Regions from separate parts of the Mus musculus genome. Here regions 1, 2, 3, 5, 6 and 7 are each linked to region 4. Evidence: chromatin contacts called from public Hi-C and HiChIP or PLAC-seq data. All regions are on one chromosome and are shown on one strand. Each heading gives the region's core, a stretch centred on a gene start, on an enhancer-like site or on the middle of the called end of the contact. The rest is flanking DNA. Distances are from core to core; before and after follow the strand shown. Region 1 has its middle 59 kb from the start of Runx1. Region 2 has its middle 54 kb from the start of Gm41499. Region 3 overlaps Runx1 (runt related transcription factor 1). Region 4 has its middle 31 kb from the start of Gm30588. Region 5 has its middle 41 kb from the start of Runx1. Region 6 overlaps Runx1 (runt related transcription factor 1). Region 7 has its middle 22 kb from the start of Runx1.

Region 1 (3,875 bases), core at 1,162-3,661, 410 kb after region 4:
TGTTCTTGGTTAGATACTACAGGTCTGTACTAGACATAGGTTTCCTTCTATAGGGTAGGCCTTACATCCAACCAGAAAACAGTTGCTAATCTCCATAACATCTGCGCCGCTACTGCACAAACAGGCACAGGCTGATACACCTGAGTCATTTCTGTAGTCCGTAGGGTTTCCAGCTGGGGAAGTCTGTTGATAACTACCCACCCTGCACACACACCAGCTTGCAGGCCCCTTCCCATGCTATGAGAGGACCTTAGGGGAGAAGCCTCCTTGTTGGTACCAACTTGACTTCTCCATGGCCTGTGTCAAATGGGAATGATGTCTTCAGCAACCAAGAAACAGTGACAACAACCTGTGCTGTTGGGGGTGGGTGTCCAGGACACCTCTGACCAACAGCTCATTACTGTTTTCATCTTTTATGTGTTGACTGCCACCCACAGCTGACATCATTCCTAACCAGCACACGGCCTCTAACACCTTCCCATTACATCAATCTTTCGCCTTGTTTTGATCACAACCTCCCTGCGGCCATCCCACGAATACACATCCTTGTAGCCTGTCACCCACAGCCTGCCATCATCATGGAGGAACAGCCCATCATAAGTCCCCTCTCTAGGTCCTGCACTCTTCCATAAACAAATGGACACTGGAGAGTAACGCTGTCCTTGAACACAACTCTCCTTATAATTTCCTTTGTCAAAAAGACCTTGATGTGATTGTAGTTGCAACCAAAGAGGGAGCTAGAGAAATTCACAGAGCAGACATCAGCATCCCCGTGACAATATGCAGAGAACAAGTGCTTGCATGGAATGGGCCACTGCACACACAGTGATATGGCCACACAACAGTAACCCAAAGGTACTAGAATATAATCTGTGCTATCTGAGTGTGGAGATGTATGCCTGTAAACCTAGCACTCAAGAGGTTGAGGTAGGAGAACCAAGAGTCCAAATTAATCCTTGGCTATGTGGCAAGGTTCAGAACAGCCAAGGGGTGTGTGGGATTCTGTCCCAAAACCAAACAGAAAAGTCTTGGTAACATATAATCTTCTATGAACATGGGCTGTTCACTGTTTAGATATTGGATGGAAACTAAAGACTGATTCCAGAAATGAAGCCCCACAGTGGTTGTTTCAGAACAGCGAGGTTTTAGGGAATTTCATTCTCCTTTTTTGTTCTGTTCTGAATTTTTTAATGTTACCTATAAACACACATCACCATTAAAATAAAATTAAATCTCTCTCTTGCTTTCTCTCTCTGTCTCTCTGTCTCTGTCTCTGTGTGCCTCTGTGTGTTGCATTCATGTGTGCATGTATGTGTGTATATGTGTGTGCATATGTGTGTGTGTGTGTGTGTGTGAGCGCACACGGGCATGCTTGTAGGTTTGTATGTGCATTTCTTTGGAACAGGAAGTTAACACTAGCATTGTTCTGCACGAGCTTTAGACCCAGTCCTTTTGAACCACGTTATCTCACTGGGGCCTAGAGCTTGCTCAGGGGTCTGGGTTGGGTGACCAGGCTCCCAAAGCTGCTCGTGTCTCTGTCTTCCCTGATGCTGGGATTACACCAGCCCCCCCCCCCAGCCAGCTTTGCATGTGGGTGATGATGATGGGAACTGGTCCTTGTGTTTGTGTGATGATGCTCAATGGACAGAGCTTCCTCCCAAGAGCTATATGGTCTTAAATCCTAACAGTTCTTTGAGGCTCAGCTTGACCTGCTCAGAATGCGTTCTGTACATTTCCCTGCAGGATCCTCTCCATCTGCTTTTAACTTGTTTGCAGAATGTTCCCCTCTTAGCACGCATGTCATGCATGGGCTTGAATTAGACCCATCAGGATAGTGTGACTTTTACTCCATGCCACCCTTGCTCTGTACTTAGAATGCATCCCATCATCTTTGTGTTTCCTGTGAGGAGCCACCAAATGCCCCCTCCAGAGTGGCAGGAGGTTTAGCTGGCATGTGTCTCTCCAGGTGGTCCATACAATGTGTGTTCAGATTAAGGGTATTGAAATCTCAAGAGATTGATTTGCCAAGGAAAGCACTTCCTCCAGTCAATTTAACACTTGTTTACTGAACTAGCCTACTTGGTGAGTTTCAGGCCAATGAAAGATTTTGTCTAAAAATCAATGTGGAGGATGCCTAAGAAATATCAGACAAGGCTGTCTTTCTGGCCTGTGTACATAACCAGATAGCCTAGGATGGCAGTGTCCCATAGAACTTTTCTCAGTAGCTCAGCCACACATAGAGAGCCAACCACACATCCTATTCTGTTATTCATCTTTCCCTGGAAACACTACATGGGTCTTCCCCTCTCTGAACAACTCACTTTTCAGAAGTAGGGGCAGCTAGCACTGGCCTAATGCTCAGGGCTGGGCTCACACCGGTCTGAGGCTATGTCAGCGCAGGCCTATAAATCACTCTCAGTTCTTGCCTCTTTCCTGTTGTGCTGACAGCATCAGGAAGCTGCTGTGCGGGCTATAGCCCACACTAACAACTGGCAGATAGCGCTGAGCTGAAGGAAGAAACATGTCGAAAGCCCCATTCAAGGCAAGTTGTTAGCAAGTGTGAACAATGCTCAGAATAACAGGGCTTTTCCCAGAGGCCCCCTGCAAGAGCCTGGCTGCTCACATCTGTCCCAGGCCACCAGAGTCTTATCTTGCCGGTACCATGTGCTCCCACTTATCTGCCGGCAGCCGGACCCCACTGATGTCAGCACACAGGCCAGCTTGCAGCGCTGGCCACCTAATGAAGATCAGGTGGTGGGAACGATGCGTTCTCTCTTTCGCTTGCTCTCAGATGGTTCGTGTGTTTCGACAGCAGACGGGAAAGTGTATTTCTAAGACCATGGTGTGCATGTTCATACTCAGAGGCTGAGTCTTCTCACAGCCTTGTCAGGGCTTGTTTGTAGCTGTTATCGATGTCGAGTTACCAAGGGTCCCCTGAGTGTCAGAATCTTGAATTATCCAAATAAGTCCCTCCCAAAGGTCTTCCTCTCAGTACTCTGAGAACCCTTTGTGCTTTTGATCAAACTGTAGATGGTGACGGAGCTGGCATTGCGGGACCAGGCATAATTGAACTTGTAGAATTAGGTAGAAGGACTGGTGTTGACCTCAGGAAACTGCTCACTATGCATATACATACACACATATAGACACATGGAGACACACACAAACTACACACATATACACAAATGGAGACCCACACAAACATATGCACAAACATAAATACACACTTTACTGTTAGCATTTGCATACAGAGTCTCTCTCTCTCTCTCTCTCTCTCACACACACACACACAAATACACACGATGGAAAGACATGTTTAGAAAGATAGAAGGCCAGGTACCATGTGTAATGACATTGTTCTCACCATGAAGCCACAAATGACGGGGTTTGTACTGAGCATCTCCTAGTAATAGGATCATGACCTTGACCCAGAGCTACCCCTACACAAAATCAGTCAAGTGTGTGTAACTTAATGGTGGCCAGCATCTAGAGCGTATGAGGAAGTATGGGTTCAAAGGAAGATCCCCTCTCTCTTAAGATGTTGCTGCATAAGCAATTTTGAACCTTGGCAACTTAAGAGCTCTACCATCAAAGGCCTAGAGAGAGATGACGCCCATTGGTGACCAGTTATCTCTGTTGTGCATAGCTCCTGGGCTAATTTTTATATTGCTCATGTGCATACTTGTACTCCTCACTTAAAATCAGGCTCAATGGGTTCAGGTCAATAGAGAAACATTCTTCACTGTGCCCAAAACATATAATATGGAGCTCAGGACATTATAGATGGCTGATGTCCATTGAGCATACGGTGACAACTACCACCCAGTATTCCTCTTCCTGATTATTCTCAGAACAGAATTTGATTTTCTATTTCA
Region 2 (4,038 bases), core at 53-2,552, 390 kb after region 4:
TTTCATTACCTCTGTGGCTTGAAGGAGCAGGCATGGCTTGCTGCCAGTGCACAAATCAAGGTCCCAGATGCCCAGGCACCAGTACAAACTCCTACAGCTAAACCTTTAACCAAGGGTTAGGGTCCCTACATCCTGTTCTTTTCTGCAGACTCAGTTCTTGTAGCATGAGCTTGGGTCTGCTTCTCTCTCTTTGTCAGGTTTCTTGCTCCATACACGAATACGTTGTTCTAAGTGCAGAGTGCTGTATGCTGGTATTTTCAGGTAGACAATGGGTCAAAATATTTATCATATTTATCATGTCATTTCGTACAGCCCAGCCAGTACACAGGAATGTTGGTCATAAAACCAGCACAGGGTCCCCAGATAGAACACCAGATCAGACTCTGAATTTCAGATAAATATACGTAAAATTTACTATAGCTAATACATGGGGTACCTTGATACTAAAAGCAGTTGCTGTGCAGAGTTGGACACCCAGGCTTTCAGTCTGTCTTTCAATGTGTAAGAACTGCCAACCTGGGGCAGCCCACCCAGCCTTCTCACCCTCAGAGTAACTTCTCAGCAACTGCCAATGTTGAATAGGACAGTGTTGCCTACCACCAGTGTTTCTAAATGTCTGTTTTATTTTCAAAGCCTGGGAGGTTGTGTTTGGACCAAGAATTTCACACCCAGCCTCAGAGAGTCAATGAACACACATGGTGCACAGACATACATGTAGGCAGAACAGCCACACCATAGGAATAAATAACTTACAAGCAAGCCCATGGGAAAGCACACAGCATCACAGAATGATGCAGGAAGGGCAGCGCCGAGAACTAGAATTACAGGTGGTTTGAGCCATCATGAAGTGTTAGGATTTGAACCCAAGTCCTCTGCTGGAACACCAAGCTCTCTGAGCCTCTGTACATCTCCCTAGCCCCTGTGGCTTTACCTTCCCTGACCATTGAGTAAACAGCTAACACTACCCTGTAGAAGAACAAGACAATGGAAGCTAACCTGCCCCAAGGTCATGTGGCAAGGGTGTGTCAGCTCTCTCTCTTGAACCTCTGTTTATGAAGGAGTATGAGATTTCTAATATCTATGCAAACATTGATAGTGGTATGAGCCTGGCCGGGACAGAACCAAACGAGATCCCATCTGGTTTCAACAGCTCAAAGCACTGGGGTTTGAAGAGGCTATTACGGTAACTCAGATTTGCAGCCCTGTGAAGTGGCCGCCCACACAGGAAATAACTTGGAACAGGTGGCCCAAGGAGCTTGCTGGTCTTGTCTGGCTTCATGGGGAAAGCTTGTGGGTTCCTGAGTCATTGAATAATTATGAGCCTGAACAAAAGGTTCTCAGATAAGCGGAAGTCAGGACAGGGAAAGGCAAGGTGGGAAGAGGGTTGTCTCGGCGTGCTCACTGGGCAAGCCCACTTGATGGATGAGGCCTCTTGGGAAACAATACCCCCTTGGTTTGTGATCCTGAGTCCCCCAGCACCCCGTGGCATGATGAGCAGACACAGGTGGCAAGAGTCGCTTAGGATTTAATGAACTCCCCAGAGTTGGAAAAGAAAGCCAGGTTAGGCTCAGTTCCCGCAGAGACCATGTAAGAATTCTCCTCTGTGAGCCTGCCCTGTGCTGGCTTGTGCTGCACTTGAACATTCGTTATGTCTCTGATCTATTCCCAAGCCAGGATGTGGTGACAGCTTTGCTCCAGTGTCTCTAATGATGACACTGAAGTCTTGTCTATCGGTCAGGAGGAATGATGGTGCTACACATTGACTTGTGTCCTTCCAAAGAAAACAGACACTGGTGTCTTAACACCGAGTGTTGCAGAATGCATCCCGGGTCACTGCAGGTGTTGTTAGTTCAGATGATGTCAGAGTGGCACGGATGAGCCGATCTTCAATACCATGGAAGGCTTCCTTATATAAAAGGCTGTCAGGCAGGGATGGGGTTCTGTGTATTTTTTTAAAAATTGCCTGTACAAGACTCTGGCTTCAAGACAGAGTACCATCGGGGAAAATATAAAGACAAAGAGATCCAGTAAAGAAATGTCATGTGAGCAGAGAGAGGCACAGGAGGAAGTTCCGGGCAGTCGTGATCCAGAGAAAGAGCAATGCAGCCATATTTCTCATAATGTAAAGATGGTGGGCAGCCACCAGAAGCCAAGAGCGAAACAGGATTCCCTGCACACTTGGCAGAGGCAACATAGGCCTCTCCGAAGCAATGGCCACAGACTGACTGTACTTGTGGAGGGCTGCCATGGGAGTCTTCGGAGGACTTCATTTTTCATGGTAGACCTCTTTAAAGACTGTTCTATAGAACTGTGCATGCAAGCCACTATTCTATTTTTTTTAAATCATTTTTTGTTTAATTTAAAGACAAGATCTCACTGAGTTGTTTAACCTGGCCTTGAACTCCTGATGGTCCTGCCTCAGCCTCTCTTGTAAACAGAATTAATTACAGGCTTTTGCTACAAGTCATCCCTCAATAGAACCCTTTCAGATGCCCTCTCAAGGATGGGAGTGTAGCTCAGTGGTGGGGTGCTTATTAACAGTACAAGTGGCAAATACAAGCAAACTCTGGCTTCAACACACACACACACACACTCACATACACACACACACACACTCACAAACGTGCACATACACAAACATACAAACTCACATACACACACATACACACACACACCCATCACCCAAATCTAAAATTAATTTCTAATTTAAATGTAAGCAAGCACAAAAAAAAAAACCCACCAGAGGACAGACAATATGTGTCTAAAAGAGAGAGTACTGTAGAGCGAGCACTGGCCCAGCATTCCTGGGGCCCTGCATTCAGTCCCCATTACTGCATATGTCTGAGTGGCCAGTACCTGTGCTTTGGAGATGGAAGCAGGAAGCCCACAAGTTAAAGGCTACTAGTGAGTTTGAACCCTAGGCTCGCTTGGACTACATGAAACTCTCAAAATGAACAAAGGACATACAAGTAATGTAAACCATGCTTTTGCAGGTCAGAATGTGAGATTTGGGGAGACTGCATAGGAAACACCCCATCACAACCCACAGAGTTAGAGGGACAATGTCTACAAGGGCTCCTAATTTATCACACCAATTCTGATATTGAATGCCCTCAGCTCTGATTGTACCTCAGGAGGACCCTAGAACTCACTTAATGGAATCCCACCCATGGCTAAGGTCTGTTCTGGGTAATGACACCAAATAAATTCATCCAGGGGCATCGGAGTCTTAGTTGCAGACTTAAAAAAAAAACCATAAATAAAGTCAGAGACCCATATGGCCATCCCTTCAGCAGGTTCAGCCTATGACCCACAGGCCCGACCCACAGGCCTCACCCCCAAGCCTAATGAAGTCTCTCAGACCTCCTGGAAGCAGAGTGTCTATCTGCTGGCTCACAGCCTCCAGGCAGACAAAGCTGCTCCTAGCAGGCCTGATATTCCAAAGACATCATTTCCCAGAAGCCTAGGACAGAGATCTCCCGGGTCAGTTTAAATACATTACACCCTAAGTTAGACACACAGTTTACTTCTCTGTCCTGTGTGGCTTCTCCCAGGAGATACTTCCACAGTCCCGTCTTCTAAGGAGACCTAGGGAGGGGAAGAGACACCTCCAGCTGCTTCCACGGGACCATTGTATGAATGGAACATGCCCTGCTCTGAGCATCCTTGCAGATAGGAAAAGTCTTTATGTATCTTGGTCTTTCTGTTCACTCTGTGGCTGCTTTTTCGAAAGACAAGAGAAAGCTGACCTGAGAGGAGTAATGAATGACCATCTCTTTCCTTGGCCAACAAGGATGGACATGGGGACATGAGCAGCCTAGTCGTCCGACTCCCAAGAGAATAACCGCTATGATTCTTTAACACCAGTGTACCAGAAAGAACCAAAGATCATCAAGGGTCTTTTCTACCCCTAACATGAAAAGTCTTTTTCCGTGGTTATTTTTGTTTGCGTGCATATGTTGTTGGTACATGTTTGGCTATACACCTATGTGCTGGCACACATTCACATGTGTGTTCAGACCTATAGTGGTACACATT
Region 3 (4,153 bases), core at 204-2,703, 490 kb after region 4:
ATATTCTCGCCAATTCCCTTCCGGTCTCGGCTGGCCCCCAAGGGAGGATACCTTAGCGATGAGTCCCCCTGCCAGCTCCAGCGGCTGGCTCTGAGAGACTCTCTCTGTAGATGCTGGGCGCTGCCAGCCTCTAATTGTTGCTGTGCAAACATCTTGATGGGAAGAAATTAAAAGGTGCTCAAGCTAATTATTATCCCGTAATAAAAAACAGTAATAAAATAATAAAGCTCCGTTGGAGAAGGCCAGGGCCCTGCTTTGCCTGCGCAAGGCTATGATGATAGACTGGGAAATCAAAACCCAAGGCTCTCGGAAGGCACTTCGAAGCCCCGCTAGCCCTCCTTATGATCTTTCTGCACGTCTGTGTACACTCCAGAGCCAGACCAGCCAGGTGCCCCTGCTTCTCATCTGCCTTCCCTTTTCCTCATAGTGGTGTCTGCTGTTACCTTCAGTCAGAACTTAGGACTTGCCTGGGGAGTCTTCCAGCAACCCATAATGGCAGACTCTGAACTGAAAATCAGGACAGAGTTAACACACCAGCTACTTCTGTGTGAGTGGCAGGTTTGACTCTAAACAGTCATAGAGGTCACAGTGATCTTGGACATGTGCACGTGTGCGTGCTGCGTACATGCACACGTGTACACACACACTCACAAGACACAAACGACACACACACACATACCACACCCCCCCACACACACACACTCACAAGACACAAACGACACACACACATACCACATCCCCCCCCACACACACACACTCACAAGACACAAACGACACACACACATACCATATCCCCCACACACACACTCACAAGACACAAACGACACACACACATACCACATCCCCCCCCCACACTCACAAGACACAAACGACACACACACATACCACATCCCCCACACACACACTCACAAGGCACACACTAACAAGACACACAATCACAAGACACACACACCACACCACACCCCCACACACACACACCATACCTCACACACACACACCACACCATTAGCAGCAGGAAGGTACTAACCGTTGGCATGATTCCTCCCTGACGCCTTTTGCCTCTGCTCTTAACTCCTGTAATCAACAAAGGAAAGACACATAATTCAGCTATTGGAGTGGAGACTGGTTCAACTTTTGTCTTGAAGAGAGTGTCAGACTAAGCAGCCCGAGTCATGGCTTTCTGGGGAGCACAGCCACTCTCTGTTATGGATTAATTGGCCTATATTCAGGGTCGGTGTCGCTGATGGTTCGTCCTCATTGTCAACTTAAGGGAAAGAGGACGCACCATAGAAATGCACCTCTGGATAGGTCTATGAGGGTGTTTGCGGAATAAACATGTTAAAGAGAGAGGGCCCACTCTGCTTGTAGGCAGCATGTTCTGATGAGAGTGGGCCAAGTCTTGACAAAAGGAAAAAGTGAGCTGAGCCCGTCACCCATGTCCCTCTGCTTCCTGACTGTGGACACAGTGGGCACAGCTGCCTCGGGCTCCTGCTGCCAGGCCTTCCTGGACGAGTTTCACGGTACCCACAGACTGAGCTAAATAAATGTTTCCTTCCTTCCTTAAGATGCTTCTGTCCAGTGTTTGTCACAGCAACTAGAAGATTAACTAGAACAGTAAAGTCACAGGACGAGCCCTAAGAATTAGTCCATTTCCCCCAGGCCTGGGGACACGTGTGCTCTGTTATCAGCTCCAAAGGACATTTTTTGAAGGGACTACATATGTGTAGACAGGCATCTTCTTGTTTTACCCCAAGATAGTATTTAATACTGTCCTTTTTAACAGTCAAAGGAATATTTTTACATTAAATTTATTGTGCGGTATCTGTGTGCATGTGTCCATACATGTTTCTCTGTGCCTGTGTCTATGTGTGTATGTCTGTGTCTGTGTGTCTGGGTGCTGAGTGTGGGTACATGGGTATGTCTGCATGTGTGTGTGTGTGTGTGTGTGTGTGGGCATGTGTGCTTGTGGGTCAGTATATCTGTGTATGTACGTGTTCTGTGTCTCTTTGTGTGTCTGGGTGTCTGGGTGTGTGTCTCTGTGTGTGTGTTTGGGTGTGTGTGTCTCTATGTGTCTGGGTGTGTATGTGTGTCTCTGTATGTCTATGTATGTGTGAATGTATGTATGTGTGTGTTTGTGTGTATCTGTGTGTCTGGGTGAGTGTGTGTCTGTGTGTGTGTGTCTGTGTGTGTGTGTCTCTGGGTGTGTGTGTCTCTGTGTATGTGTCTCTGTATATGTGTCTCTGTATATGTGTCTGTATGTGTGTCTGTGTGTGTGTGTGTGTCTGTGTGTGTGTGTGTGTGTGTGTGTGTGTGTGTGTGTCTGTGTCTGTGTGTCTAGGTGTATGTGTATCTGAGTATGTGTGTCTCTCGTGTGTGTGTGTGTGTGTGTGTGTGTGTGTATTTGGGTGTGTGTTTGGGTGTGTGTGTCTGTGTCTCTGTATCTCTGTGTGTGTGTCTGTGAGTCTGTGTATGTTTCTGTGTGTGCTTGTGTGCCTGTGTGTCTGTGTGTGTGTGTGTGCCTGTGTATCTCTGTGTGTGTGTGTGTGTCTAGGTGTATGTGTATCTGTGTATCTGAGTGTGTGTGTGTGTCTCTCTGTGTGACTGGGTGTGTGTTTGGGTATGTGTATCTGTGTCTCTGTATCTCTGTGTGTGTGTCTGTGAGTCTGGGTATGTTTCTGTGTGTGCCTGTGTATCTGAGTGTGTGTGTGTCTCTGTGTGTCTGGGTGTGTGTGTCTGGGTGTGTGTGTCTGTGTGTGTGTGTTTGGGTGTGTGTGTGTCTGTGTCTCTGTATCTCTGTATGTGTGTCTGTGAGTCAGGGTATGTGTCTGTGTGTGCCTGTGTGCCTGTGTGTGTGCCTGTATATCTGTGTGTGTGTCTGTGTGTCTCTGTGTGTGCCTGTGTGTCTGGATGTGTGTGCCTGTGTATCCGTGGGGTGTGTGTGTGTGTGTGTGTGTGTGTGTGTGTGTGTCTGTGTGTCTGTGTGTGTGCTGGGTGTATTGGTTACTTTTCTCATTTCTGCAATGGAGTGTCTCACAGGAGCAGCCTGAGGAAGGACGGGTGTATTTAGCTTACAGTTTGAAGGTTCAGTCCTTCACAATGGGGAAGGCATGGTACCCAGAGCTCTAGGCAGTGGCTCCCTCTGCATCTGCTCAGGAAGCAGAGAGAGGCAAATGCTGGTGCTTAGCTTCACTGGCTCCTTTTGCTAAGTCCAGAACACTAACTCGTGATGCTACTGCTCAAAGTCAAGGCAGGGCTTCTCACCTCAGTTAACCCAACCTAGAAACCCCTTGACAGGAACAAATTACTCCTGGATAACACTGGAGCTTGTCAGTTGACAACACTAACCATCAGATAGGGTGATACACTAGTTTGATTTTTAGCTGTTAATGGACTTTCAAACTTTATTCCATAGTGGCTATATTGGTTTGTATTCATACCAGCAGCACACAGTGGGTCCATTTCTTTATATCTCCTCAGACCCCCACATTTCCACAGCTATGGAGTCTCTGGAATGTTTAATGTCATCTGTCCTAAAGATCCGAGGTGGCCTGTGATGGAGGCTTTACTCTGTATTTCCCTGACAGTTAGAGGTGTTGGTCAAATTTAAATACACTCCTGGGTCATTTCATATGTCTTGGGGAAATAATTTTTCCAAGTCCCCTGCCCACATTTTGATCTGGTTATTTCTTGTCTTGCTGTCAAGTTGTTGGGTTCTGTGTGTATGCAGAAGATGAAACCCTTAGCAGAGATATGATTTCAAATATGTCCGTATGTCCCCTGGATCATCAGGACACCTTCTTACCCTGCTAATTGCTTAGTTACTGGAAAGACTTTCCAATTTGCTACAGTCCCGATTGTCCATTTTCCCGTTGGCCATCAGGCCTTTAGGGTCTCCTATGATGAGTCTTCATCCAAACCAAAAACAACAGGCTTCTGCTGCGTGGAGTGGTTTTGGATGCTTGTACCTACAGTTCATCTGTGGCTGGTTAATCGTTCCGTAATTTTTCACTCTTTCTAGCAGGCCTGCTCATTCCGCTTCTTTCTCGCTTCTTAGGTCATATACAATGGCTTTTCAGAGGAAGGTTCCTTGTCAAATTTGTTCTACAACAGGAGAGTGTCATACACCTCTGGTTTATAACAAGGGGGAGGATGC
Region 4 (4,315 bases), core at 1,336-3,835:
CATTAATAACTAATCTACATATAGATGAACCAGTAATAGTTTTCTAATGTCTTTGTCTAGTCTATGGGCTACACTCACCATGTAAATAGAAAGAAGGGTTTTCTCTGGGTTGCTTTGTATGAACATGGAAAATGTGTGGATTAGACCTGTAACTTCATGTGGCCTTTCACAGTTTAGCTCCCAATTCTCCAGTAGATGGGCAGGGGTATTGTCAGCTGAGGCTTGGTTTTTATTTTAATTTCCATCTTTGGGATTGAGGCTAGGGCCAGAGGAACCTATATTCCTGCCTTTTAGCTAACCTCGGGGTCTATTTGGCCTTGGCCTTAAGCACTGTTAGGTCCAATCAAACAGCAGTTCCCTGACCATCACCTTGCTTTGCTGAGAGAATTTTAAGAAACAGATGGAAAAGACCATATTTTAAAAAGCACAGAGATTGGAACCTCTCTGCTGTTTCTGGCCCAAATGAGGAAACTCCCAAGGCTCCTGCCATGGTAAGAAACCACAGTTAACAATGGTGAATAAAACCACATCTTAATTTCTCCCCGAATTTCCATTTTACAGAGAATTTGGGGGAAAAAAATCAATCTTCAGAGGCTGTGGAAAAACACAAAGTTGTGTATTTATTTTATTTTATTTTTTATCTTGGAAAAATGTCTGTATCATAATAAAGTCTCTCAAGACACCAGCTTGAGTCACGTCCCTCTGAGTTGGCACATCCAGCAGCAGGCCTTGGGTGTCGCAGGCCCTCAATAAGTGATTGTGTATCGAAGATGTTTGCTCTCCTCAAAACCAGTCGCCACAAATCAGCATCAAGTCAGGCCAGGCAAGAAACATTCTATTTTTAGTAGAGATGGCTCATTATGTTTGTCTGTGTCACTGAAACGTCTTAAATGAAAGAACAAACAAGCAAACAAACAAGCAAGCAGAATGATCATAGGTGGGGACGCTTGTTTTGGACATTAGCTCCACCCCTGGTGTAAATATGTTACTTTGTAACATAATGTGAAGATTCTCCTTAAGTACTGAGTTGAGTGGCCACCACTGCCTGCATTTCTTACCTCAGCCTAGTGGTGTCATTCTCAGATTAATCTGAGAAGCATCGGAAGCAGGGGAAGTTAGCCTCCAGACTCTGCCTCTCCGCTTTCTTCCTTTAAGTGTGTGTGGGGGGGGGGTGCGGGGGGGGGATGGGATGGGGGAGGGGGGAGGGGTGTGATTCTGCAGGCAGCACCACACAATTTTTTTCTCATCTGCATCTTTAGAAATGACAGGTGACTGGGGGAATCTCAGTGGAATTTAGCGAACCAGGTCCATGCAGCCTGCAGAAACGGTGTCTTCACTTCTGTATGGCTGTGGGGTCGTCACGGCCACTTGTCTACCATGAAGAGGTAGGAAAACCCTTTGGACTTCAACTGAGATGCCAGTCCCATGGCCAGCTATCTCCTTGTATGTCCCTTTCAACTGAAAAAGACATCATGTGATAACAGTTTTTATTTTTTTCCTGTTAATTATATTTTCCCTCCATTTGTAACAGCAATGAATACACTTAGAGAGATGGACTCTTTTGTGCTACAACAAACAAGCAAGGACATAAAGTAAACAAATGTTTCATAAGAGATAAGCAAAAGCTGCAATTATTACCATATGTAGTCGGTTTGTCTATCACCTGTCTGCATATCACCTATCTGTCTGTCTGTCTGTCTATCTATGCATCTATAAATCTATCTATCTATCATACATCTATCTATGTATCTATCCAAACACAGAGGAGGGAAGAAAGGGGAGAAGGGAGAGGGAGGGAGGGAGGAGAGAGAGAGAGAGAGAGAGAGAGAGAGAGAGAGAGAGAGAGAGAGAGAGAGAGAGAGAGAGAGAGAGAGAGAGAGAATCCTTTAGGAGAAAGGATTTGTCACATTCTGTGTTTGTAAGCAACTTTACTATTGTAGACAGTCAGTGTATTATCACGATGGCCCCTGGTGTATGTGCCATTACTGAGTATTTGGGGGGTGGGTTCAGGTTCTAGTTCTGTAGCCCCAAGTCCTTGGAGCACCATTTCTTAAAGCATTCTGTTTTAATCGTGTTCTTATGTGATTCATAGAGTGAAGTAAAGTTTTAAGGTAAATCTTATTAGGATGTGACTATTCTAATTTGAACCAAACAGAAATTCAGTTCCCGAACTTCTCTGGTATGCGCTCAGCAGGAGACCTGTGAAGTGAGCAAGACCTCTGCCCCTCCCTCTGACAGGCGACAGGCCTTCCCTGGTGTCAAGGTTGCTGGTGGAGGAAATGAAACCAGGACAACAGGGACAAAGATCATATAGCTACAGAACAGCAAGAAACTTGAAGAATCCGTGGCTTGAGTCTCCCTTTCCTCAAGGCTTCCAGTGGGTCTCGCGGCTTGGTCCAGGCAGTTGATGGGGTGGAATGCTGAGTGTGGGGGAGACTAAGTCTAATACAACGGGCAGCGAGCATGCCTGTGTGTCCTCCAGGGGGAGACATTTCTCTTTCTCCCATGGCTGTGTGTTACCCAAAGCTAAGGTGGTCAGTGACACATTTGCAAGGCATGTCTCTGGGACACAGAGCAGAACAGGCTTGCAGAGCAGCTGCCCTCTGTGAGACTGAAGACCGAACGACTGTCTGTTTGCCCTCCAGTCCACACTGTCTAGAGGCCAACTGCTGCTCCTGGCCAGCAGCGCCTCAGGCCTTCCCATCACCACCCCAGAGAAAACCGTCAGAAGAGCATTGGCAGTTGTATGTTCTTACAGGAGGCCTGGAGTGTCCTGTAGGGACCACCGTAGGGACAATAAGAGCCAGGGACATAGCCTGGCACTTGAAAGATCTGCCACACTGCCCAGTTTGATTTTACGTTTCTCCCTTTCAGCCACTGTTTAGCTGTTCAGTTTACTAGAAATGTCTGTAGTTCTTAAGTGGCTGGTGGCCATTTTTCAAGGACTTTCTTTCTTGGTGTCATTCCTCTTAAAGAATGAACTGCGCAACCACATGCGTCTAGGAGGGTGGGCGAGAGAAAGGAGCAGGCACAGGATTCAAAGAAGTCAATTTAGCTACTTATTAACCGTGCCTGGAAATGTGAAGAGGAAAAGGTGGGAACTAATGACTCCAATGGGTGTTTGAAAAGAACTGGCTCTTTTGTTCCCAGCTCCGTGAACCCTCTCTTTGGAGAACCCAGAGCTGGTCCTCAGTCAATGAGTGTGGCAAGGATCATTTCAAGAACAAATTGAGGAAACGTAGGCACGGGTCTTTCATCGCCTTTTCGCGGTGATTAGATTTATTTACCTCCCTTGCTGGCCCCTTCTCTTTCATGCTTTCCAACCGCTTTAAAATCAAGAGTGAAAAATGAAACCGAGTTCCGGCTTTTAAGAAAATGAGAGAGGGTGGGGGCTGGGCTGGCTGACAGGTGCACACTTCCTGGGAGCCAGAGAATAGCAAGAAGTTTAAGAAAAGAACTGTGTGACCATAGCTGGCCTTGCCTGGGAGAAAGTCACTAATTGAAAGTCTGGCCAACGTTAAATGTGCTGGTGAAGTGCACTGATTTATTGGGACCAGTGTGGGGGAAAGGTCTGTGGAGCAAATTGAAAGAACAAACAGGGAAACGGTGTGTTTTCCTCGCCGAGAGATAGCTCCAAACGTTTGTAAAAATCACTTTGTATTTCAATCCCCCTGCAAAACGGTGAAAAGTTCTGGTTCCTAACTTCTAAGAGTTACTGTGAAAACCCTTACAACATCCCTAAGGTGTTCCTTCCTTGCGTGGGATCCTGTCATCCTCGTGACCGTGTGAGTTCGGGGGGAAGCAGAATTTTGTGAAAATGTTTCTCTACTTTAGACTTTTCTACAACTTTCTACCCAATTAGAGGATGTTAGTGGGGTTTGCTGCGTAGTGTGCTGGTATTTTGTGACTCGCAGGCGCTGATCTGTTTCCCTGGCTGTCTCACAGTTCATGAAGAAGTCTGCTCTAAAAAATGGCTTCTCACCATTCTGAGGGCCATCCCATCCCATCCCATCCCATCCCCCCCACCCCATCCCACCCCACCCCACCCCATCCCATCCCATCCCACCCCATCCCACCCCACTCCATCCCATCCCATCCCACCCCACCCTACCCCATCCCACCCCACCCCACCCCATCCCATCCCACCCCACCCTACCCCATCCCGTCCCATCCCATCTCACCCCACCCTACCCCATCCCACCCCACCCCACCCCATCCCATCCCACCCCACCCTACCCCATCCCATCCCACCCCACCCCATCCCATCCCACCCCACCCTACCCCATCCCATCCCATCCCATCCCATCCCCCCCAC
Region 5 (4,364 bases), core at 563-3,062, 430 kb after region 4:
TCGTCCTGATCTTGAGGATGATAAACATAATCTGTATCTTATTTATAGTGATTTCTAAAGCTCATCTAACTTCACACTTAAAAACAGTGATGTTACAGAGCCACACGCCAGGGCAGGTCCCGTGCCCAGTAGTGGCTGGCTAACACAATATGAACTCAAGGGTATTTTTGTGGGTTTTTGGTTGTTGTTGTTGTTGTTGTTGTTGTTTTCATATTGCTTTGTTTCAGAATTTCTGTTTTTGTCATAATGGTCTTTTAACTACTTGGCTTTTTGTTGTTAATTTGTTTGATCTTCAGTTTTTGTGGTTTGAAAGGGCTGTTTCCTGCTTGATTTTGTTTCTTAGAGGTCTCCCCCCCCCCGCCCCTGCCCCCAAGGAATAGAGACAGAGAACATAAAGTTGGGTGTATTGGAAGGTGAGGATGATCCGGGAGGATTTGAAGAAGGGGAAACATAATCAAAATATAATTGTATGAAAAATAACACATTAAAAAATACAGTAAGAAGCAACAGAGTGGTGGTAGGCACAGCCACTACGAGAACATGGCAGAGAGGAAGAAAGGAAAGGGGCTGACGAGAGGAAGCCTGCTCAGAAAAAAGGAACATGATAGAGACAGGCTTCCTGGAAGCCTAGAGTGGGGAATTATAAATAGACAAGGCAAGATGATAAAAAACATGACCAGTGTGCAAGGAAGCTTGAAGTGGTCCCTTCCAGGAGGTAAATGTGAGAATGAAGACAAAGTTCTGGTAAGTCTGCAATGTGCAAGGATGAAGGTGCTCCTGTGACCACGCATGCCTGGACTGGAGGAGGCCACAGTCAAGGGCAAAGAAGGTTATCAAAGCTAGACCAACTCTCTCAGAGCAGAATACCTAGACTGGCTTCCTGGTTGCATAGCCCATAGCTGTTTCTTCATGCCCTGGTTTTAGCTGTCGACTTAACATAGACTAGAGTCACCTGAGAAGGGGGTCTTAACTGATAGATCAGCAAGATTAAATTAGCCTATCAGACAGAATTGGCCTATGGGAATATCTGGAAGGCATGTGTGGTCTTGATTGTCAGTTGACGTATGAGGGCCCAGTCCACAGCGGACAGGTGGTCTTGGGGTGTATAAGAGAGCTGTCTAAGAAGGCTAGAGAGGTGGTGATATGGCTCAGTGGTTAAGGGCACTTGCTGCTCTTGCAGAAGACCTGAGTTCAGTTCCCAGCACCAATATGGTGGTTCACAACCATCTGTAATTCTAGTTCTGGGGACTCTGATGCCCTCTTCTGGCCTCCCTGGGGTGCGAGGCAGACGAGTTATTCAGACTCAGGTCAGGCACAAACACTTACACACGTAAAATGAAAATTAGATCAGAAAGAAGAGAAAAAGAAAGCAGAGCATGAGCCATGAGTTCCTCCAGGCTTCCTGTCGTAGCCTCTGAGGCTGGGGAGAGCTCCCCAGTCAGGCTAGTTAATCCACATAGACTCAGCTGACACCCTTCAGTGACAGACAGTGCCCTGAAAGAGTAAATAAACCCTTAACTTCCTGAAGTGCCCTTAGTCAGGGGGTCTCATCAGAGCAACAGCAATCGAACTAGAACACCTCCCAATCTTGTGTTCCAGACATTGAACAGAGTTCTCTTTGTTCTCAAAGTAGGTCAGTCCTGTTCTCAACACAAATGTCTGAACCAGCTGTGGGGGTCCTACTTGTCCTCACTGATCGTCTTTGAGAGACAGGAACATAATTAGGTCTCCACACTGAGAGGAAGAGGGAAGCAGAACGGGATTCGCTTTCTAAATCAAAAGACAACAACATCTGCATCAGCTCCTTCCTTCCTGTTTGTGGTGCTGAGAGGAGAACGCCTTGTGGGGGTTACGTCAGCCATCTTGTGATCATGAGGTGATAAATATGAAGTTTTGTTTTCCTGTCCAACTGGTCAAAGACCACAGAGAGGAAGAATAGAAAAGGCTTGGGTCCCTGATGACAGAAGCCATCTGCTGCACCAGAGGTGAAACCATCCACCCCCGCTCTTGAAGGATGACAAAGAGGATGACATAGTTCCCACACTGCTTGAGCCATGATGCTTTCTGCTTGTTGGCATCGGTTCACCAATCCACGTGGCAGCACCAGTGCAAAGACCCTTAGGTCCCACAGCAGAACCTGACCATGACCTTTACAGCTGTGTCTACAGCCCTCACCCTTGAGGCTCAACAGTGAATCAGAAAGAATATAGGAGTTAGCAATGGTGAAAAGAAGGGAAACCTACTCTGGGCTCAGGGGAGAATTTTTTTCTCCCGTGTGGACTACCAAGGGCATGGCCAGTAGCAGAGGCAGGCAGGATGATCAATTATCTCTGGGATGTGGAAGAAATATGTGTGATTGTGAGTGCCAGAACATAGAGGATTTGATATCTAGGGAGGAAGGTCTGACTTGTCAAAGGATATTTCAAATTTGTAGAGAATACACCTGAAGTATTTTAAAATTCAACACAGATCATCCCAACTCCCTCATCTTGGGAGGAGCACAGGTGGTTTGCAGGTACATCATCCTTGTAGGATCTGAACAGGGGGCTCGGAGAGAAGCTGAGATCTGTACATCCATTGTGACCACTGACAATTGGCCTCAGAGAACGCCAAGGGGATGGAGTCTCTGGTCTCTCTTGGTGCCACTGAGTTTGGATAATGAGCTGGTCTCTTCCTCCTCCTCTTCCTTCTCCCCCATCTTCCTCCACTTCCCATGTTCTTCCTCCTCCTCCATCTCTTCTTCTTATCTTTCCCATGCTCCCCATGCTCTCCCTCCTCCTCCTCATGCTCCTCCATTTCCCATACTCTCTCTCCTCCTCCTCCTCTTCCTCCTCCTCCCCATGCTCCTCCATTTCCCATACTCTCACCCCTCCTCCTCTTTCTCCTCCTCCCCATGCTCCTCCATTTCCCATACTCTCACCCCTCCTCCTCTTTCTCCTCCTCCCCATGCTCCCCCACTTCCCATACTCTCTTTCTCCCTCCTCCTCCCCATGCTCCTCCATTTCCTATGCTCTCCCTCCTCCTCCTCTCCCTCCTCCCCCTATGCTCCTCCACTTCACATGCTCCTCCACTTCCCATGCTGTCTTTCTTCCTCCTCCTCCCCATGCTCCTCCACTTCCCCATGCTCCTCCAGTTCCCATACTCTCTCTCCTCCTCCTCCTCTTCCTCCTCCTCCCCATGCTCCTCCATTTCCCATACTCTCTCTCCTCCTCCTCCTCTTCCTCCTCCTCCCCATGCTCCTCCATTTCCCATACTCTCGCCCCTCCTCCTCTTTCTCCTCCTCCCCATGCTCCTCCACTTCCCGTGCTCTCTTTCTCCCTCCTCCCCCTATGCTCCTCCACTTCACATGCTCCTCCACTTCCTATGCTCTCCATCCTCCTCCTCTTTCTCCTCCTCCCCATGCTCCTCCACTTCCCCATGCTCCTCCACTTCCCATGCTCTCTTTCTCCCTCCTCCCCCTATGCTCCTCCACTTCACATGCTCCTCCACTTCCCATGCTCTCTTTCTTCCTCCTCCTCCCCCTATGCTCCTCCACTTCACATGCTCCTCCACTTCCCATGCTCTCTTTCTTCCTCCTCCTCCCCATGTTCCTCCACTTCACATGCTCCTCCACTTCCCATGCTGTCTTTCTCCCTCCTCCTCCCCATGCTCCTCCACTTCCCCATGCTCCTCCAGATCCCATGCTCCCCCTCCTCCTCCCGCACTCCGGGATATTCTACGCTCTCACAAGGCAGTCCTCCCAGTGATTTTCCAGACAAAGGACACCAGGAAGCAGTTCAGAGGGGTTGGTAGATTTTAAGTTCTGCTTTATGGAACAGTGGAACCTTTTAAGAAACAGATTTGTCATATTGAAACTAGGTTTTCACTATATTATTCTGCATACTTTTCATTTTCTGCCTTTTAAGTCAATACAAATATAGAACAGAATATCTCATTTTTCTACTTTTATTTTTTACAATATTTAGAGTTGAACCCAGGGTCTTGAGTATGCCATCCAAAAGCCCTACTACTGAACCAAACCCCAAGATCTTATGGATTTTTTTATTCTGACATAAATTCTCCCCAAATTACTTAGGTTGACCTTGAACTCACTATCCTCCTAAATCAGCTTTCTCGGGAGCTGGGAATTCAAGTCTGTGCCATCAGACTGGGCTCATTCTTCTACAACTTCCTGAGGATCTATTCATGAAAATTGGGTACCAGTCATGTCTCTCTCTAGGTCTTCAACAGGTCAATTCCGAGTTGTCTAATGATGACATTCCTTCTTTGTAGTGTGTGTGTGTGTGTGTGTGTGTGTGTGGGTGTGTGTGTGTGTGTGTATGAGTGTATGTTGGTGAGTGTTTGTATGTGTGTGTTTGTGTGTA
Region 6 (3,797 bases), core at 857-3,356, 510 kb after region 4:
CCCAAGAAACTGTTTCTGCTTTGGCTAAGAGATTTTTTTTTAAAGAAACCATAGGTTCAAAATTACCCTTTCGCCTCAAAAGTTAACCTCATGGAAAATGTGGCAATATTTCTATATTTTGAAAAAAAAATATGATGGTATCTGTATCTATATCCTGTTGCTTAAGACCTGATCTCTTACATACATGCATTTTGGTTTGGTTTTGTTTTAAATAATTAGGCAGGTTATTTGTGTGCTTGTGTGTGCACATATGTCTTTTCAACTTTTGTACTGCATGCATGTGCGTGCACGTGTGCATGTTCCTACAGGCCCACATGCACAGGGGGTGCCAGAGGTGAGGGCTGGAGGAGGTTGCTCAGTGGCTGTCCACTTTGTCTTTTGAGACAGAGTTCTCACCAGCCTGGAGCTCCTCCGTTTGGCCGCAGGCAAATCTCAGGGATCCATCTGTCTCTGCTCCCTGGTCCCCACCCCAGGCCCGAGATTACCAAGTAATTATTTGCAATCCAAGCTGTTTTGCATGGGTTTAATTCAATCCTCTTGCTTCTGCAGCAAGCTCTTTACTGCCTGAGAGATCTGTCCCTGCAGCCCTGGGTCTTCTTTTTAACCTCCTGGCTTCCCTGCGTAAGGAAAAGTGATAAGCTTAGGGAGCCAAGCCAAAAACACCAGGGTTCCTGCATCATTTGTTGGTCACAGTTTCTGTGCCCAGATTTTTCAATACCCCACCCCACCCCCTCAGACTGTGTCAAGGAACACTCTACAGTGAGGTGGAGTCCATTCAGACAGCGCAGAGAGGGGAAGAGCTTGGTTTTCTGGTTTTGGGGTTTTCTTTTTGAGCTAGCTGTTATTTGAGAAGTGTCAACACTGTGCCGGGAAGTCTGTTTTTAGGCCAAAGATCCTGCCCTCCTCTTCACCTTCCCCATGGGACCCCGGGAGCTCGTGGTCTACTTCATAAACATGTCCACAGTGCTTGAGAAAGAGTCACCAAGGGCCAGACATGTGCTGCTGCAGGCACTGCAATAGGGACGTCTGCGGTCTTAAACCCTGGACAAGATGAAGACACACCCCAGGTCCCCGCAGAGGTAGCCTTCCTTTTTTCCCATTGCCTCTTCTGCATCCCAACACAGGCGTCTCTGTCTGTTCCCTCCACCGGATCCCTGCCTCTCCCCCCTGGACACTGACTCCTGTCTGAGCCCCACAGCTAGGCTGAGGGACTGACTCAGAGATCAGACCTGCTTCAAGGGAACCTGACACTGGGAGGAGCTCAAAGATGGCACTACCTGGGACAATTCCTGCCCAGCAACAAGCACACATTAATAGGTCCACTCCTCCTGGCCTGACATTGCATGATCTTACATCCCTGTGGACAGGACACAAAAGCATCAAACAGATATGTTTCTCTAACACAATTCCCTGTGTTCAAACTTCTGCAAGAGAACGCTGCCTGGCTGAGGGTATGGTATCTTCAGGGCGGCAGGGGGAGGGGAGGCACAGGATATGGGTCCTTTTGCCCCATCGTGTACATTCCAAGAGACGGACAGAGGGCACAGAAAGAACAGAGTGGAGGGGAAAAAAAACCATTAGCTCCCAACGGCCTGTCCTATAAACAGAATGATAGCAGGGAACAAGAAAATTACAACATTTAAATCTCAAATTATAGCCAAGAAAGTAACTAGTACCAGTCTTTCAGTGAGACAGGCTCACTTCCTCAAAGAGAGCTGTGATTACTACTGGTGTGTGTGTGTGTGTGTGTGTGTGTGTGTGTGCGCGCACACACACACACACACACATGCACTCTTGCAAATGTATTTACTGTGTAAGAGTAATACAGGCATATCTGTCTCTGTCTATCTGTCTCTCTGTCTGTCTGTCTGTGTCTGAGTAGTGTTGGAATTGAACCCAGGACCTCATGGGTGCCGGGCAAGCCTTTTACCACAGAACTCTATTCCCAGCTCTGTAATATAACTTCATCTGAAGATGCCAATGCGTTACTCAGTCTATCATTTGAATTTACCAAAACCAATACGAAGTTGGTTCCCAGGCCATTCGGTTCCACCCTTTGTGGTCACAGCTGGATGAGCTACAAGTCTGCTGGGAAGGGTGGAGCCCAGTGTGTGTGGGTCCCTGGGAAGTTGCGGTCCCCAGCCATGCTCGGGAGCCAGCCACTCCCCACTCCTCACCCATCCTCACACAGCTCTCCCAGAACCTGCTGTGAACCACATGAGGTCAAACTTCCTTTCCAGTCCCCAGGCCACCTGGTACCAGCCCAGAGCTGACTCTTGTGTCCTGTGCTTCCTGCAACCTGTTCATGGGCAAGGCTGGGGACAAGTCACCATCCCAGGCAGGAGAGCAGTCAGGGCCCCAGAACTGGCTGAGAGCTCAGGGTGGACGAGAGCAGAGGTGGCCAGCCATATCCAGGCTGGAAATTATTCCAGTTTTCCTGAGGTGGCTGAGGTGGCTTGCAGCTATCGGCTAATGAGGCTGTGAGAAGGATGTGCAGAGTGTAGTGGTAGAACACTCGCTCGGCATGCACAGGGTGTCAGAGGCAGTTCCTGGTGCGAAAGCAACCGCATCCAAGTCTTTATTAGTAGAAAAAAAATCACTCATTTCTATAAGGGATGTGACAATCTACGTAAATGCTTTACCCTTTTTGGCAAGCTTATAACATTCCTTCAATCATTTTATTCTGGTTTTAAACGTTGAATTGCCACTGTAAGGAAAGCAGCTCCCTTCCTTAAATGTTCTGGAACCCTGGATCAGCCCCACAGCTGTCAAAATGAGTTCCCTGCCTCATTGGATCCCTGGGGTCTCTTACATCCCTGTGATCATGAACTCTGCTATCTCCCCCCTTCCGAGGAAGTAGCCCTGTTTGTGTACTAACAGAGCTATGGGGAGCAGTCTGTGGCTAACCACTCCAGAAGCTATGGCTTTCCCCCAAATCACTTGCCTGGCTCCAAAGCATAGGGGAAAAAAAAATCATTGTTTAGAAATATTCAGGATATGGCAGTCTCTAGATGGTCCATCCTTTCGTCTCAGCTCCAAACTGTGTCTCTGTAACTCCTTCCATAGGTGTTTTGTTCCCAATTCTAAGAAGGGGCAAAGTGTCCACACTTTGGTCTTCGTTCTTCTTGAGTTTCATGTGTTTAGCAAATTGTATCTTATATCTTGGGTATTCTAAGTTTCTGGGCTAATATCCACTTATCAGTGAGTACATATTGTGTGAATTCTTTTGTGATTGGGTTACCTCACTCAGGATGATGCCCTCCAGGTCCATCCATTTGCCTAGGAATACACTAGCAAGATTTTGCTGAAAGGACCCAGATAGAGCTGTCTCTTGTGAGACTATGCTGGGGCCTAGCAAACACAGAAGTGGATGCTCACAGTCAGCTATTGGATGGATCACAGGGCCCCCAATGGAGGAGCTAGAGAAAGTACCCAAGGAGCTAAAGGGATCTGCAACCCTATAGGTGGAACAACAATATGAACTACCCAGTACCCCCCCCCCCAGAGCCCGTGTCTCTAGCTGCATATGTATCAGAAGATGGCCTAGTCCGCCATCAATGGAAAGAGATGCCCATTGGTCTTGCAAACTTTATCTGCCTCAGTATAGGGGAATGCCAGGGCCAAGAAGTGGAAGTGGGTGGGTGGGGGAGTGGGCAGGGGGACTTTTGGGATAGCATTGGAAATGTAAATGAAATAAATACCTAATAAAAAACAAAAACAAACAAACAAACAAAAAATATTCAGGAAAACAAAAATCCCAGAATCCCAGGGGCTGACAAGGAAGAAATTTGGGCATA
Region 7 (4,202 bases), core at 525-3,024, 450 kb after region 4:
AAAATTCCTTTCCTTCACTAGTTGCGTTTGACCAGAACATTTTATCTCATCAGCAGAAAGCAAAGTAAAACAGCATTTGCCGTTAACTGTTGCCATGTTGTGGGTAATGAGTTTTTTCTTCCTCATTACTTTTAGTTTTCTATATAGTGTACTTAAAAGCAGAAAACTAATTAGCACGGCCTTTGAATGAACAAGTCACTCAGACTGCAGGAAATGGGTGTGTGTGTCCTTACTCGGATCAAGGGAGGAAAGAAAGCACTCAGATCTGAGTTCTGAACACGGATGTTCAGAACTTGGTGTTGGGTTAAAAGGGGATTTAGTAAAAGGAGCCAAAGTCCACGTGCTCTAAGAACGTCTTATGTTGCATGCCTGCGAGGGATGCATGTGAGAGTATGGTTGCTGGTATAGTCCGCTCCAGCTTCTCCAGCATGTACCCTGAGAGCCTGCCCAAGCTCCCGTGCTCACCCTTGGTTTAAGGCCGTTCAGCCGCCATTTTGACATTCTTCGTGAGTTTTGAACAAGGGACCCATTTTTTTACTTTATATAGGATGACGTGGTTTGACTGAATCCCTCAAGATCAGGTGTTGGGAAGTTAATCTCCAACAGTGCTGGGGAGGAGGACTTAGTAAGAGGACTTCAGTGGCCTTCATGAGCGGGCCTGACCTCCATGTGTGAGTGTGACCTCCATGCGTGGGCGTGGCCTCCGTGTGGGCGTGGCCTCCGTGTGTGGGCATGGCCTACATATGTGGGTTGGCCTCATTACCTCATGGGCTTTGTCTTCGGGAAATGGCCAATGTTGTTGACTAGGGTATACTTATTTCGATAGTGCACTGGCATAAAAGCATATTTGGCCTTTTCTACATCTATTTCTCTTGCCCTTCTGCCTCCCATTATTTCCATCCTTCATTAGCCCCAAGCCCTTCACCTGCATGTACCATTCTCTTGGACTTCCCAGCCTCCAGAACTCTGAGTCAAACGGGCACCTGTTGTTTATAAACTACCCAGTATGTTGCCCTTCACTGTAGCGGTAAAAATGTCTAGGACGTTCACAAATTGTAAAGGCTCAGCTAAGTATAGCTGGGTGGAGAAGTGTGTGAGGTCTTGGGCCTACATAAAGACCTGGAATGTTCTGTAGTAGGAATGAGAGGTACTGAGATGCTTGGGAGAGCAGGAAGTGTGTGGGAGTGAAGCCAAACACTGAAGAAGTGATGAGCAGAAACAAGGGCCATGGAGCCTGCTGCACACTGACCAAGAAGGAATAAGAGCATCTCACTATTAAGAAATGTGTAGCATGCTGGCCAGAAATGATAGTTAATAACGTAGATGAAGCTAAACTCTGAGTAAGGGTCTTCCTCGACGTTCATATACAATATCTGAGAACGTGCTCCCACTTTAGATAAAAATTGAATGAAACTAGCTGAAATGCCTATAAAAACAGAAAGAAAGAAAAAAACTAAGTTCCTTTTAAACAAGTCAGTTTGGCTGTAATGGTGGAAATACATTCCTTAGGAAGACACCAACATCATACCATTCAGTGGATCTCTCTGCCACAGAAGTCAGTGAAATGATCTATTTATCCAGAGTTAAATGTATCATAGGGATTTGTGTAAGACTTGGCTGGATGCCCCTCTCGGCTCATCGGGCTTTTTTCTGGAGGCTGACATAATAGGGTTTTTGAAGGAAGATGAGTGATCACAATTGGCTGTACTCACTCTATCTCAGTCAGTATGATTGGCTGATCTGAAGTTATAGCTGCATACTGCCTCCTCAGACTCTGTGGTGATGTCATCTTATCTCCCTGGGAGGAACTTGGGTCTCTGCCTGTTACTGAATTAATTAGTTCCCCTCTTAGTAAAGTACCAGGTTTCACACCAACTAATTGAAAAGCTAAACGTTCAAAGTCAAGGTCACCATCTTGAAAATTACTCAATCTATCTTTTTGGGTCAAAGCATATTTCTCTCATATTCCTTTATAATTACTACTAATATATATTTAAATCACATTAGCTAGTTTTTAATTATGAAAAACTGATATAGGACATGGATTTTTTTTTCCAGCCATTTGTGTGCTGATTAGCCTTTGCCAACTTGACACAAGCGAAGGCCATCTGGGAAGAGGGAACTTCAGCTGGAAAAAAAATGCCTCCATCAGATTGGCTGGGCTTGTAGGCAAGTTCCTGGACTACTTCCTTGATTATTAAGTGGTGCGGGAAGGCCCATCCCAGGGGACCAATCCCAGAAAGGGTGGTTCCACCCCTGGGCACGTGGTCCTGGATTGTATAAGAAAGTGGGCAGACCAAGCCAATAAGCCCCTTTCCTCCACGGCTTCTGTTTCCGCGGTGCCTGCTTCTAGGTTCCTGCCTTGAATTCCCGGCCTGCTTTGCTTTGATAGTTGACAGTGGTGTAGAAGTCTAAGCCAATTAACCCTTTCCTCCCCAAGCTGCTTTAGGTTAAGGTGTTTCATCCTAGCATCGAGAAAAAACGGATATAGTTTGTCTTTCTAAAGCTGTGCTGGCACCCCAGAAGCAATTTTAAATAGCTTAAGCCCTTATATCACTTTCAACCTTAGTTACTTTTAGAAACTGGACAACTTCCGACTTTATAGGCAAAAGTGGCAACTTAAGAAATGGGAAACCTCATTGGCTAATCAAGGGCCAGAGACGCCCCATGGTACCTCCCGAGAAGACGCTCTTGTTTGTGTCAGACACATCTTAAGGTGACTATTTTTATTCCAATCGCATCCTTACAAGTGTGTGATGTGTGCTCCAGCAGCGTGCAGGGCAAATCAGATTGAGCTCATCAACTCTACTGTCCGAGCTTAAGAGACCACAGGGAGGGACCGCTCAGCCTGGAACCAGGAAACGCGAATTTATCTAGGGTGCTGGGAGACAGTTAAAATTTTCTTAGAACTAAGAAAACAGATGGCCTCAAAGGTCACCCTCCAAAAATGAAATCGTTTATTAATTTATTGATAAAAAGGATTTACTTCACTTGGTTTTTCCATGCTCCCTTACTGCCTGCTCCGTTCCACAAGGTCAAAATGGTGGAAGCACATGCTCACAATTTTGTCGCCTTTTAACAGCAAGCAGTCTGGCTCTAGACCCTTTCTACTCCTTAAGAAGTCTGGAAAATGAAAAGGACTATTTACTCAGTTAACTTAAGCTCTCAGGAAAATAAGCCAGATGAGTGTCGAATGTATCCCTCACCATGCTAGTAGCCTATTTCTACCGTAACAAACCACAGAGAAATCCCTCCATTCTCTTAAACAGTTTCTTGGACATATCCACAAGGTGAAGGTTTTTTTCCTGCCCTGACAGTCAACTTAATTCCCTTAAAGGTGATGAGTGATGGCCAGGGACATTCTGTTTTTCTTTCTTGCACTGAGGTTTTAATTCTGGCCCGTCAACAGGTCCATGTTGGAACCAAAAGGCAAAGGCAAGGACCAGAAGCGAACAACATTATCCTGTGGTTTAGGCTGGATAAACTCACTAAAACAGTGGCCTCCTCGACTGAAGGCTGAACTTGTAAAGCACCGATCTAAGTCCTGTAGCTGTCCAAAAGAGAAAAAGAAAAGAAGAGGGGGAAGAAAGAAACATCAAAAGCAGAGGAGCGAGCGTCTGCTTTCTGTATGTCTCTCCCCAGCAGGGCCACCCTGCATCCCTACCTAATCCCCATTGCTAGTCTCTATGCAATCACGAAACGCTCAGAATAGAAATAGTTTTGTCTGTATGTAGTGGAAAACGCCAGTTTAAACAGGATGTTGGAGATCAGGGCGCCTGACCCAGAACACGGGCCAGGGCAGACATGAAAGCCCGCTTCGTTTCATTCACAAAGGTTTTCTGGGACGAAGTCCCCTCTCAGCCTAAACAGAGTCACGCACAGGCTGGCCCCGCTGCTCCCACGCTGCTTCCAGAAGGCAGGCGAGCTCTTTGAAAGCTCTTCCTAGCTGCAGCTTTGGTGGACTGCAGCCATGAACAGGGCTGGGAGCAATTACCCCTCCCAAGAGCTGGTTCCTCTGTGAAGGACCCTCTCTGCCAGGCAGCTCCTACCCAGAGAGCAAGAGGGAAGCGGCCGGGGCTGTCCCAGGCTGCCTTGTTTTCGCTCCCTTCCCTGGGACAGTTTCAACTGATTTTGATTACCCTGGCGCCAAATAAATGAAAACATTTCATAGATATATAATCATCCATCACTGTGAAGAAAGG

The links. HiChIP or PLAC-seq counts read pairs in DNA pulled down with a chosen protein or histone mark. Hi-C and Micro-C count contacts between places; a contact is called where the count stands out from the background.
Region 1: a Hi-C map of bone marrow-derived macrophages shows a contact between it and region 4, with 18 read pairs. The contact joins two enhancer-like sites. A contact is called at or near these places in 2 of 15 datasets of contacts at CTCF or cohesin (large pre-B cells and pro-B cells), 5 of 484 Hi-C or Micro-C datasets (the BV-2 cell line, the G1E-ER4 cell line, bone marrow-derived macrophages and 1 more) and 2 of 115 datasets of contacts at active chromatin or transcription factors (the HPC-7 cell line and acute myeloid leukemia).
Region 2: a contact with region 4 is called in an HNF4G HiChIP or PLAC-seq map of pancreatic cancer cells. The contact joins two enhancer-like sites. A contact is called at or near these places in 2 of 15 datasets of contacts at CTCF or cohesin (large pre-B cells and pro-B cells), 4 of 484 Hi-C or Micro-C datasets (the G1E-ER4 cell line, bone marrow-derived macrophages, embryonic fibroblasts and 1 more) and 1 of 115 datasets of contacts at active chromatin or transcription factors (pancreatic cancer cells).
Region 3: a CTCF HiChIP or PLAC-seq map of large pre-B cells shows a contact between it and region 4, with 18 times the contacts expected there. The contact joins two enhancer-like sites. A contact is called at or near these places in 1 of 15 datasets of contacts at CTCF or cohesin (large pre-B cells), 6 of 484 Hi-C or Micro-C datasets (the G1E-ER4 cell line, the P5424 cell line, bone marrow-derived DN2 thymocytes and 3 more) and 7 of 115 datasets of contacts at active chromatin or transcription factors (the 230-238 cell line, DN3 thymocytes, T-cell acute lymphoblastic leukemia and 4 more).
Region 5: an H3K27ac HiChIP or PLAC-seq map of the HPC-7 cell line shows a contact between it and region 4, with 12 times the contacts expected there. The contact joins two enhancer-like sites. A contact is called at or near these places in 2 of 15 datasets of contacts at CTCF or cohesin (large pre-B cells and pro-B cells), 5 of 484 Hi-C or Micro-C datasets (the G1E-ER4 cell line, bone marrow-derived macrophages, cortical neurons and 1 more), 7 of 115 datasets of contacts at active chromatin or transcription factors (the 230-238 cell line, the HPC-7 cell line, bone marrow-derived dendritic cells and 3 more) and 1 of 9 other capture datasets (bone marrow-derived macrophages).
Region 6: a contact with region 4 is called in an HNF4G HiChIP or PLAC-seq map of pancreatic cancer cells. The contact joins two enhancer-like sites. A contact is called at or near these places in 1 of 15 datasets of contacts at CTCF or cohesin (large pre-B cells), 4 of 484 Hi-C or Micro-C datasets (bone marrow-derived macrophages, granulocyte-monocyte progenitors, nephron progenitors and 1 more) and 5 of 115 datasets of contacts at active chromatin or transcription factors (T-cell acute lymphoblastic leukemia, effector CD8 T cells, fibro-adipogenic progenitors and 2 more).
Region 7: a Hi-C map of bone marrow-derived macrophages shows a contact between it and region 4, with 19 read pairs. The contact joins two enhancer-like sites. A contact is called at or near these places in 1 of 15 datasets of contacts at CTCF or cohesin (large pre-B cells), 14 of 484 Hi-C or Micro-C datasets (the G1E-ER4 cell line, LSK cells, Th2 cells and 11 more) and 1 of 115 datasets of contacts at active chromatin or transcription factors (T-cell acute lymphoblastic leukemia).

Annotation. Positions count from the first base shown.
Region 1 is chr16:92,882,732-92,886,606 of GRCm38.p6, reverse strand. No RefSeq gene overlaps it. Among named protein-coding and RNA genes, the nearest start is that of Runx1, 59 kb to the right of the region's middle. Within about 2 kb of position 2,411, at least 61 of the 459 cell types and tissues checked have an H3K27ac peak or open chromatin away from gene starts, as enhancers often do. A contact at or near this core is called in the G1E-ER4 cell line, the HPC-7 cell line and bone marrow-derived macrophages, where this site is marked.
Region 2 is chr16:92,901,400-92,905,437 of GRCm38.p6, reverse strand. No RefSeq gene overlaps it. Among named protein-coding and RNA genes, the nearest start is that of Gm41499, 54 kb to the left of the region's middle. Within about 2 kb of position 1,302, at least 64 of the 459 cell types and tissues checked have an H3K27ac peak or open chromatin away from gene starts, as enhancers often do. A contact at or near this core is called in myocytes and pancreatic cancer cells, where this site is marked.
Region 3 is chr16:92,805,296-92,809,448 of GRCm38.p6, reverse strand. All of the region lies in intron 2 of Runx1 (runt related transcription factor 1), which reads left to right. Among named protein-coding and RNA genes, the nearest start is that of Runx1, 19 kb to the left of the region's middle. Within about 2 kb of position 1,453, at least 20 of the 459 cell types and tissues checked have an H3K27ac peak or open chromatin away from gene starts, as enhancers often do. A contact at or near this core is called in the G1E-ER4 cell line and granulocyte-monocyte progenitors, where this site is marked.
Region 4 is chr16:93,291,386-93,295,700 of GRCm38.p6, reverse strand. No RefSeq gene overlaps it. Among named protein-coding and RNA genes, the nearest start is that of Gm30588, 31 kb to the right of the region's middle. Within about 2 kb of position 2,585, at least 98 of the 459 cell types and tissues checked have an H3K27ac peak or open chromatin away from gene starts, as enhancers often do. A contact at or near this core is called in the G1E-ER4 cell line, the HPC-7 cell line, bone marrow-derived macrophages and 4 more, where this site is marked.
Region 5 is chr16:92,864,994-92,869,357 of GRCm38.p6, reverse strand. No RefSeq gene overlaps it. Among named protein-coding and RNA genes, the nearest start is that of Runx1, 41 kb to the right of the region's middle. Within about 2 kb of position 1,812, at least 86 of the 459 cell types and tissues checked have an H3K27ac peak or open chromatin away from gene starts, as enhancers often do. A contact at or near this core is called in the G1E-ER4 cell line, the HPC-7 cell line, bone marrow-derived macrophages and 1 more, where this site is marked.
Region 6 is chr16:92,780,925-92,784,721 of GRCm38.p6, reverse strand. All of the region lies in intron 2 of Runx1 (runt related transcription factor 1), which reads left to right. Among named protein-coding and RNA genes, the nearest start is that of Gm30281, 21 kb to the right of the region's middle. Within about 2 kb of position 2,106, at least 36 of the 459 cell types and tissues checked have an H3K27ac peak or open chromatin away from gene starts, as enhancers often do. A contact at or near this core is called in pancreatic cancer cells and pro-B cells, where this site is marked.
Region 7 is chr16:92,845,528-92,849,729 of GRCm38.p6, reverse strand. No RefSeq gene overlaps it. Among named protein-coding and RNA genes, the nearest start is that of Runx1, 22 kb to the right of the region's middle. Within about 2 kb of position 1,774, at least 14 of the 459 cell types and tissues checked have an H3K27ac peak or open chromatin away from gene starts, as enhancers often do. A contact at or near this core is called in bone marrow-derived macrophages, where this site is marked.